2 separate regions of the Mus musculus genome follow, and region 2 is linked to region 1. A link is a contact called in public promoter capture Hi-C data. All regions are on one chromosome and are shown on one strand. Each heading gives the region's core, a stretch centred on a gene start, on an enhancer-like site or on the middle of the called end of the contact. The rest is flanking DNA. Distances are from core to core; before and after follow the strand shown.

The links. Promoter capture Hi-C pulls out the DNA fragments that hold promoters and counts their contacts.
Region 2: a promoter capture Hi-C map of liver shows a contact between it and region 1, with 2.6 times the contacts expected there. The contact joins the promoter of Chn2 here to the enhancer-like site in region 1. A contact is called at or near these places in 13 of 39 promoter capture datasets (the 3T3-L1 cell line, the HPC-7 cell line, HPC-7-derived erythroid cells and 7 more), 12 of 484 Hi-C or Micro-C datasets (3T3-L1-derived adipocytes, the HPC-7 cell line, embryonic fibroblasts and 5 more), 7 of 115 datasets of contacts at active chromatin or transcription factors (embryonic stem cells, extraembryonic endoderm stem cells and liver) and 2 of 9 other capture datasets (adipose tissue and embryonic stem cells).

Annotation. Positions count from the first base shown.
Region 1 is chr6:53,993,315-53,998,552 of GRCm38.p6, forward strand. It overlaps 4921529L05Rik (RIKEN cDNA 4921529L05 gene), which reads left to right. Exons shown (of 4, transcript NR_110484.2): 2 at 2,484-2,598. Among named protein-coding and RNA genes, the nearest start is that of 4921529L05Rik, 17 kb to the left of the region's middle. Within about 2 kb of position 2,382, at least 21 of the 459 cell types and tissues checked have an H3K27ac peak or open chromatin away from gene starts, as enhancers often do. A contact at or near this core is called in liver, where this site is marked.
Region 2 is chr6:54,037,213-54,042,450 of GRCm38.p6, forward strand. It overlaps Chn2 (chimerin 2), which reads left to right and starts at 2,720. Exons shown (of 13, transcript NM_001163640.1): 1 at 2,720-2,943. The coding sequence starts at 2,895.

The DNA of each region.
Region 1 (5,238 bases), core at 1,132-3,631:
CCTGGGCAAAGGAGAAAGTGTGTTAAAATTATAGGCAACACACCTCCATTCTTATTTATCTCACACCAAAACAAACAAACCAATAAGCAAGCAAACAAAGCTACATATTTACACAGAAGGGGAAGGCCTTACTGCTTTGAAAGAATAATATTCTTTCTAATGTCACCAATGGTGGGTTCTGGAAGCAGTAGGGCTCAGGGACTTTCCCCAGATGCCCTGGCGGCTTTGGAGGAAGTAGAAGGACAGAGCATGCACACAGGGGACCGCAATCAACACAGACAGAGTTGGAAGCATTATGGACACTGCCCCACCAGTCACATCAACATCAATCATAAGTCATAGGGAAAATTACCTCTCAGTGAAAGCCACACTCTGGGCTGGGTCAGCATGTTCTAGAGTTATTTCCATTTCTGTATTTAAAAGAAAGCATGTCCATTACCACCGTCTGGGAGACAGGCTTGGAGAGCTTCAACAATTTACCCAAAGTCACCGGCTAAGAGCAGAGGCCAGGCCTGGGATTGAAATCCACACTTATGACTCCCCCACCCGACCCCCATATAGCCTCCTCAGAGCTCAGTGACAATACGGGACCAAGAAGAGACCACTTGTCAGGCTGCTCTGGTTCCCTCCTGACCCCACATTTCACAAACATTAACAGGTGGCCGGGTGTGTTTGCTTCCCCTTCTGTAAGGAAAGTGTCCCAAGGCTCTTTTTGTCTCCCTTGCTCTCCAGCACCCACAAAACCAAAACGGTCCTTCAGAGACCCAGGTGAAGGGAGGACCCTGTGCTTGAATCCCTTGGCTCAGAGAGGATGGGGGACTCCAGGGCTCCTGGCCTAGACTCAAATGCCTCCTAGCTTAGAAGAGACACCAGCTGAGTCAGGGACTTTCTGGAGCTGCAGCTGACTTGGCACCCAGAGCATCCCCATTCCAGCTTGAAAGCCCGGGCCCCCCTACCTGAATCCCTAGGCTTTTCTCTCCCGAGGGATCCCAAGGACTGGCACAGCTGCAGGAAAGATGCAGGCACACAGCATTTCCTGCTCACTGTGCACAGACACAAGCTGGTCTGACCCAGTGGGGATCAGCAGTATGGCGGGAGTAAAACTGCCAGTCCAGAGCACATCCTCAAAAGCCGCCTCTTAAGTGCTTCTCAGATTCCTCTAACTCAGACCTATGGGTCAAAGATATGTCCCCACCTAGGTCCCGAAGACTGGTGGAGCACTGGAGCACTTTCCATGTGGGGAGAAGCAAGGACCAAGGAACTCCAAGATGGAATCTTAAAAACTAATAGAGAAACTTCATGGCGGAAGCTGGAACAGAGACTGGCCTGGCCCTTGCCTAAGGGTGACACGCAGTTTCCTGAAGGTTCCATAAGAGAGAGAAAGCTCCTGCAATGTCATGATGGGACGAGCTCCTTGTTTGTTTTGTTTTCTCTTCCACCTTCCCAGAGCTGTTGTCTTAGAATTCCAACGCCATAACATGAAACTACTTCCCCACTCCAATACTTGCAAGCTCAGGGGTCGCCTGAAAAACGAACAGTGGTTCATTCCCTCTGCCTGACAATCAACATACATTCCTTGATCCTCCAGTGCAATCATTTTTATGACTGTTTTTCTAATTATAAAATATAATCATATAATTTTCCCTTTCCTCTCTTTGACCCCTCCCACTCAAATGCATGGCATCTTATTTTTAATTGTTGTTCCATTTGCATGCATGTTCTATAGATAGATAGATAGATAGATAGATAGATAGATAGATAGGTAGATATAGATGATAGATAGGCATATATATGCATTTAAACATATATATGCATATATATTCCTAAGTATAAAATACAATTTTTTATCTGATAACAAGTGGTCAGTCCCGAGGTCATATGCAAACAGGTAACACCATACGGATTAGGCAATCCTTTTAATGGTAATCAAGTGCCAACCCGGAGCCAAACACTCTTGCATTGCTGCTGGAAACACTACGGAACACCCTGATGTGATCTGTGCTATATCCTCATTCTGTACATGGGAAACTGAGACTCAGGTTAAGTAACCACTCAAGGTAACATTGCCAGTAAGTGATTTGAGTGTATACCATTAAAAGTCATCAGGTGGTGGGCAGGGAGCCAAAGGGCAGAAGGAAGAGGCTAGATTAAAAATGGCAAGGATGCACAGTGGTCGGCAGCAAAGACAGTACTGGGGGGGGGGGGAGATTCATTCTCAGCCCTTGCAGCACCAAACTGGACACAAGTGAGAAGCACTGGGAACCGTCCCTCCCAGCCCTGTCTCTAGCTGACCTCGGCTGCCCACCCAGCCAGAGGCCTGGCAGCGTTGCAGCCCAGCCCAACCCTCCAGGCAAGGAAAAAAAAAATCAATCACTGCTATTTTAAGTCACTTTCAATTTAAGGCAGTTTATTGTGCAACTAAAGCTAACTGAAGCTCTAGTTTTGTGGCCTGGAACAAATTGCTTAATGCCACTGAATCTTAGTTTTTCCAGAGTGCCTCCCTGTTGTGTCATCGGGCAGACTAGAAGAAAACCCTGGTGCAGATTGTGGAGTCTCCAGACTGCAGACTTAGTTTCCTGTCATACATTATGCATGGAGGTATTTCCTATCCACTTAACTCTTCACAGAGAAGAATTTGCTAGTGGAAGAAAAGTGATTCTTTAAAACTATATTCAGTGCCTTGAATGTTTATAGGGCCCACGGTGAGCTTAAAAATGCAAGTCCATACTCAGATGCCCAGGTGCGTAGACACTGCCAAGTTAAGAAACCATTGGATGCTGTAGGTTCTGCCTTCCTACCTTGATATCCTCATTAAGGTGTATCATTATACAAAAGACCAGGTTTGAAATTCAGGTTCTGCATTTCAAGGTGGAAACCTGGAAAGGTGCTTTCCTATCGTGCTCTGCAGCTACCTCTCTCTACAGGAAAATCTCTAGACCATAGGTTGAAGCTCAGACCAGCAACACTGAAGCAGCTGGCAATAGCCACCTCTTGGGTTTAGGAACACAGTAGCAAGAAGCAACATTGTCTTCCCCTGGGGGTTACTCATCTAGATACAATTTGTCTGCTTGCATGTGGATCCTAAAAACAGGTCTTGTGGCTTTTGTAGGAGGAATTTACAACCCTGGATTGAGGAACAGTGGGCTTAAGGGCATGGTGTTCAATGGTGCATTTCCATAGACTCCTACCTGTATTGGAGGGAGTACCACAGTCAAGGGCCAAGGCAGAGCAGTTTCTACTGTGCAGCCTTGGGCAAGGGCCTCTTGGGTTAAACACAAAGAAAGCTGCTAGCCAATATATGCCTTTGACCAAAATGCAGCTGAAAACGAAAGCCAAACTGACTCTTGTAGTAAACACAGACTGGATCACACATAAGCATTCATATTTACGATCATGTTGCACCAAAAACCCCACTACAGTTTATTTTAGGAGAGATAAGTATTGCAACATTGGAAAGTTTAAAGGCATTTCACAACCATTTAGTTTTGTCGATGTTGAGTAAAACATGGTTTCTATTGGGAAATTTCTGTTCCTGGAAAGAAGCTTTCATTCATTTGATGTAATTGTCATCTAGGGGGCTTACTGCTGAATAAGCTCACCCTTACCAGTTTCTTCTGAGCTCTGGCTGGTTTGTTCAGCTCAGCTGTTCTGGCTCAAACTCCTCTCCAGGTTGACTGATTCAACCTGACTTCTCTCAGCTTCCCACTGAATTGCTCTGCTTGGCCTCAAACTAACTCTGACAATCTGTTCTAATCTTCTGGCTCCTTCTCATTCTCTGCCTTGTCTTTCTTCATCTGTGTCTAGCTTGTTCTTTCTGCAACCTGTCTCTATAAAACTCTCCTTGTAAAAACTGCCTCTGAACTCCACGGGCTGACTGCCATGAAGTTCAGTCCACTGCAGTGCCTCTGACACAAGCAAACTGGCTGACTGGAACCCACAAATCTGCATCATCTGTCTCCTAAGTGCTGGGATCAAAGGTGTGTGCCGCTTCGCCTGTACCTAAGCTTTTCTTTACCTAAAATTTGTTCTTTACCAGGCTGGCTTTGAACTTAGAGATCTGCTTGTCTCTGTCTCCTAGGACTAAGGCATGTCTGTATTCCAACCAGAGTAGTCATGTTGTTGAATTAAAATTCCTCTGCATTTTCCTCTGTGTTAGCATACGTTTGCTAAAAGAAAACTAAATGATAATAATATTTATTAAGATATGGTCATGTGGTATATAATAGTGTTTCATCCAATAGTCTCATAAAATCATAATGTAGCTGAAAAACGCACATCCTCTAGTGACATGATAGTGTCACAGAAAAGCACATTATAAGAGTGATGATTTGGGATAAACAATCCTATTGCATGCCAGTAAGAAGGACAGTGCCTATAATTATGTGCAATTCACAGTACCTCATACTGACGTTACTGCTTTATGGCATTGGCTTATGGTTTAAATATATCACACAATGTAATTATTTCAGAGTGCACTCATTCAGCTAGAGAAAATTTTGATTCTTGAATAGTATGGTAAGCTTTGCTGGTGTCAACCTCACACATGCCGGGGTCACTGCAACCCTTGATTGCCTCATTTTCCCTCCAATCTATTTTATTTTATGTTTCACTCACTGTTGCTTCCCTGATAATGTTACCAGGAAGAGGCTCATTTAGCCTAAAAATAAAATGAAAAGTGATCAAGAACTACAAAGCTGAAATAACAGAGTTGGTCGCTTATCACTGTTAGCCATGTTCTATTCTTCCACTGCTGCAGTCCCAAAGAACAAAGTAACAGACATCGTTGAAGGATCCATGTTGTTGGGGGTAAAAAGACTGAAAAGGGGGTTGGGAGTGAGGGGTCAGTGCTGAGCAAGCACAAGGGCCTGTGTTGGACCTTCTGCACGCACCTGTGATCACAGTGCTGGTGTTGAATTCCAGCTTCAATGAGAGAACCTGTCTCAAAAAATAGGGTAAAGAGTGGTTGAGGGCGATACCTACCATAAAGCTCTGACATGCACACTAGGGTGCACACACACACACACACATGTACATATGTGCATATGTATATTCATTCAGGTACAAACTCATATACACATGTTGGTACACGTGCAGGTATAAACACGCACACACACACATACACTCACAGGTACACAAACTGTCAAATGCTCATAGGAGGTATAATGGCATACACCAAGAATTATGGACAAAGCAAAAACACTGTCTGCAAAAATGGAAAGAATGGTGGACCCAACAGTA
Region 2 (5,238 bases), core at 1,470-3,969, 44 kb after region 1:
ATTCTACACTCGATGGAGTTTGAGCATAGGACACCTTAAAGCCCACCTCCACAGTGGCACACTTCCTCTAACAAGGCCACATCTCCAATAAGACCACACCTCCTAATAGTGCTACTCCCTATGGCCAAGCATCCAAGCACATGAGTCTATATGGGTCATTCCTATTCTAACCTCCACATATGCGTGCCACCTGGGTTCCTGGTACCCACAGAGTTCAGAAGAGGGTGTTGGATCACCTGGAACTGGAGTTAATGATGGTTGTAAGCCACCATGTGGGTGCTGGCACCTCAACCCAGGTCCTCTTCAAGAACAACAGATGTTCTTAATGGCGACCCACCTCTCCAGCCCACACACTTTTGCTTTTGTTACTAAAGTTCTGTGAAGGCAAATATAATCTGCACAAATAGAACCAGACATTCTGTGCAATTTACCATAAATAATGAAGCCCATCACTTACTGCTCAATTTGGGACCTTACATAAAAAAGAAAAGATAGAAAGTTTGGGCCACAAATGAAACATTTTCCCAGTAAATAAGTCACAATTGGCTGTCTCTAGGAGAGAAGAAAAATATTGTTCAAACAATTAGTTCTATCTTTTGGCTAAACAATTTACAGGTCTTTAGGCGTGGCACAGTATGGCTTCACAACCAGTATCTTTCTCATGCTTAAAAAGACTCCATATTATCAGTAGTAGAAATGGAGAAACAGAACTATAAGGTATTTGCTGACATCCTAGTTTGAAGTGAGATGCTGGTCTTCTTCAATGCCCAGGTCGTAATGATCCTGTTCAGTGACATAGCCATGTCTGCCATCTAAAGCTCCAGAGGGCTTTGTAAATTACTAGTCAGACAACCAATGCCATGTCATGTCTTGAACTCTGGGTGTCCAAGAAGTTTCACTCTCATAGAGTGGTCAAGATCATGCTGGGTGAGTATATGTCCCCATAAGGCTCCAGATGAGGTCACCTCAAGGTTGCAGTGCCCTCCAAAAGTGTCTGGGGTAGGGAGACTTGGCAGTACCTGAGTCTAGTTGACCCAGGCAGATCTGTCTTAAGAGCCCCTGTAAATGGAGTCCAGGAAGAAAATGCTCAGTGTAACTGAAGTGGCCCACAGGCTTTCAGCAAGAAGTTCACCCCATCCCACCCCTTTAAACTAATCAACAAACAAAAGTGGGTGGGGCACTTGTTGGGCAGTCACACTGGGATGGCATCCCCGGTGGTGGTGGGGATATAACATATACTTTAAATCAAGTAGAAAATGTGACATGAGTGCATATCATGATCCTTTAACATTTATTATTCACTGTACATGAGGTCCTCTTCCGATGTGGAGGCCCCCAGGACCTCGCTGCTGTTCCAGAGTCACTCCTGATCATTTTCAAATGGACTATGTCCTTTTTAGCCATGTTTTTCAAATCGTGCCGCTCCCAATGAGAACACTTTCCGTTTTGCTCTATAATGAGAGTACTTTCATTCCTTTAATGTTTGCTTTTTTTCCCTTTGATCTAACAATTTCTGTTCAAATTTCACAGTTTTTCTGTAGCTTTAGGAATGAAAGAACCGATTACCCTGCTGGGAGCGTGAAACGGATTTTAAAAAATATATATCTGCATGACATTTCCTTCCAGTAAAATTAATTTAGGTTTAAATACAGGAGGATGGCACACACCGGCTCCAGTCCCTTTCTCCGGTACACCTAGGCAATTCCTTATCCTTAAAGGATTCAGTCGCACCTGCTGCAGAGTCAGTCTTTTGTGAAGATCCTACCAAGGGGCAGAGAACCACTTTCTTTGTGTAAGACCGATGCCACCTTTGGGATGTCTCTATTTCTTTTAGCACCGGTCTCAGAAGCATAGTGGACTTTGGGGGCACTGTCCCTGCCAGTGTCTGGGGTACTTAAGTGTAGCTAGATCAGCTCTCTCTGCTTTAGGAGACGCTTCTTGTGGCAGGGCAGGGACCTTCGGTTCCTGACCAACAAAGGACAAATTAAAGGGTGATGGGAAGGGCGCTTCCCAGCCTTGGTGGCATCCTGGCCTGCTCCAAACCCGCACGTAATCCTTAGAGACCTTGTCTTCTCCTTCTGGAAGTACCCCCACCCCTGCACCCCCTCCCCCGAGCTGTGTGGCTGATCCAAACCTAGAGCTTGCTGCCAGTCCCACCACCTTCCTCCTACGACCCCTCCATCCCCTTCTAATTCGGGAAGCAGCACTGTACACTGCTGCCCGGCCCGCCTCGCGTCCCTGGCGGCGTGCCCAACACCTCGGGGCAGGCTCCGAGTCCTGATGGTCTCCACCCCTTGGTCTGCAGCCTCCCCCTGCAGCCAGGGTTGCAGGAGCTGTCAAGCCGGCCGAGCGGATTCAGCCCGGAGCGCCGGCGTTCCTCTCCTTCCTTTGTGTGCGCGCGCGAGCCGAGTTGGGGAGGAGGGAGAAGGGGGAGGTCGCTGTCTATCTGTCTCCCCCGCCTTTGCCCGGGCCGCTCGAAGTGCGGCGGCGGGAGAGGCTGGATCCCTAGAGTCAGTGCCGGGAGCCGAAGGGCGCCCAGGTTCCAGTCGCGCGCAGGGAGCGGGCCCGCGGCGGGGACAGCGGGGACGCCGAGAGAGGTGGTCCCATCCTCCTGGCCGGCCGCCTTGGCCTCGCTGTGCCCCTGCCACCTCGACGCCCGCAGCGGAGTGCGCCCAGGCGCCGAGAGGGACGGCGAGCACGAATAAATAGCGGCGGCGGCAGCGCGTCATCTGGCGGAGCAGGAAGTACAGGCAGAGTCCGGAGGCCGGTGCTTCCCGCGCGTCCCCAGGACTTTGCCATGGGCTGGGGGCCGCGCGGGCTGCGAGCAGCCGGCCGAGGGCAGCGGCGACGCCGCCCGCACCAGGACTGAGAGAGCGGTGACGCGCGGCGCCGAGATGGCAGCATCCAGCAACTCTAGTCTGTCCGGCTCCTCCGTGTCCTCTGGTGAGTTTCAGCGCGCGGGCGCCCGTGCTGGGATGGAGAGTCTACCTGTGGCCGTCCCTCCCGCTCTAGGAGAGCGTGGCGCGGGACACGAGCGTCACTGGGACACTTGTTAAGGTGGTCAACACCTTTGCGTCTGAGCGGTGACAGTGTAGTGGTGGGACTCGGTGGTGTCCTAGGCGTGCGGACCTGGAGTCTGGGGCTCCTGGCGAGCAGTAGCTGCCAGCAGCCTTGCACTTTCTGCACAGCTGGAACAGGGGCAGAAGGCGCAGGGAAGCTGAGGGCACAGCTGGGCTCGGGACCTGTCTGCCTTGGTGCCAGAAACCTTGGATACTCAGAGCCAAAGAAGGGTGCAAACCCCAGCTCCTTGCAGACTCGGATTTCTTTGTTTGTTTCAGAAATTAGCTCCTTGGAGACACTCGCTTGGGGTATGGGTTTGAGAGAGCAGCCAGGACGAAAATGTGTCTTGCTCATCTGACTGAAGTGGGATAGTGGAATGGAGGTTGAGCCCAGCCTCTGACTCCTGGCGTGTTTAGTGTGTGTGTGTGAGTGTGTGTGTGTGTGTGTGTGTGTGTGTGTGTGTGTAGGGACAGACAGAGACAGAGAGACTGTGAGACAGACACAGAGAACATGTGTGCGCGCGGGAGGGGGGCGGTGGGGGCTGTAATTTTACTTTCAAGGCTTCTTTTTTTTTCAGTGTTAAATGTGGCTGGGTGAAAGAAGGGCTTTCAAGCTTTTCTATGGTTGATCAGCAGGTCTAATTGAACAGAAAAAAATGATAATGAATGTGAATGCATAAGAATCAATGGAGGCAGCCCCTCTGGTTTCTGAACATGACAGGTTTCTAATCAGACTGATGCATTAGGTACAGTTCTACTACCCCTTTGGTCACTGAAAACTTTAATAAGAAACCCTGAAGGGATGGCTGGTAAGACATTTGGCATGGTATACAGAACTCAAGGGTCCAAGACAACAGTCTTCAAGTCCTGGTGGGAATGCTCAGTGTGTTACTACTGTATGGTGTCCACAATTGAGTTCCTTTTATTTATTCTCCAAAAATTAAATCCGGAGTGGAGAAGAGATGCAGCACTGGCAGGAAGGCAGGCATTAAAAGGAATCATAGCTATGGATGTGTAACTAATCAGATTGTAGACACAAGGTGACTGTGACCAGTGTAGGTGTTCTCTTGAAAGCTACATGCTATTTTTTTTTTTTTTTTTTTTTTTTGGCCAGGTTTAGTCCCAGGGAAAGTTTAGTCCCAGGGAAATGACATTTCCTTTAATGACTGCTGCCAACTAATAAAAACAGCATTGTTAGGTGTCCGGTAGTTTAAGCGGCTGGCAGTAGGGACTGGTGGGCAGAGCAGTCAGCTCTTATTAAGAACAGCAACAAGTTGACCGCCTGTGGTTTTAATTCTGAGAACTCAGCAAATGCTAAGGCTTATTTTTAGTACCCTCAAACCACTGCTGCTGCGTTTCAATTCATTTTGGTTGACTAACATTGAATTTAAGATGCAGAGATGTTGGCTTCCTATTAGCACATGTTTCTCCCTCTCCAAAGCCTGCCCGTTTGATGGACTGAGGGGGGGGAAAGGTAGCAAGGGGGCCAACTGAGGAAGGCGAGGAGACAGCATCATCTCAGGGTCCGCTGGAGGCGTGGATCACAGCTGCTGTGGCATCGGAAATTCTGCATCTTGACACAGCTTAAGAAGCCCGATGACAAATCCTAACTCAGCCCTGGGAGGACTCTGCTGCTCCAAGATGCCAGGATAAGCTGTAGAGGGTGGTAATTGTTTTGCAGATAGGGGAGGCATGCTTACAATGGCTTTCTCTCCCGTTTTATGGACCGCCCGTTTTTAATCCTGTTGGAAACTGTGGGAAATTGCATGGAATCTGAGATGCCAAGAGTGGACATAAATCTATTTACTATTTCATGTAAATCAACCTGACCTGTGGGCTTATATAGCTTACTTCCCCAATTCATCAGACACTTTGTCTTGCAAAATATGGAATCATAGTTCTTTTTAAAAAGCACACTTACCATTGTGTAGATAATGAATAATTCAGAGGACACAAGCAATTCACACCTGTGAGAGGTGTTGAGCAGCAAAGAATAGAGCCTGCTTCTCAGAGCAGCTGGGTTCTCTCAGGCAAAGGCCAGAGTCTGAGAAAGTAGGGCACTCTGTGAACCCATTAGTCACCATGCGGAAGGGCCAACTGTGGGCCAGGCTTGGGCTTCAAGGCTTAGCAAGGAAGATAATTCTAGCTTTCTTTGTAGCTTCAAGCTTCTGAGATCATT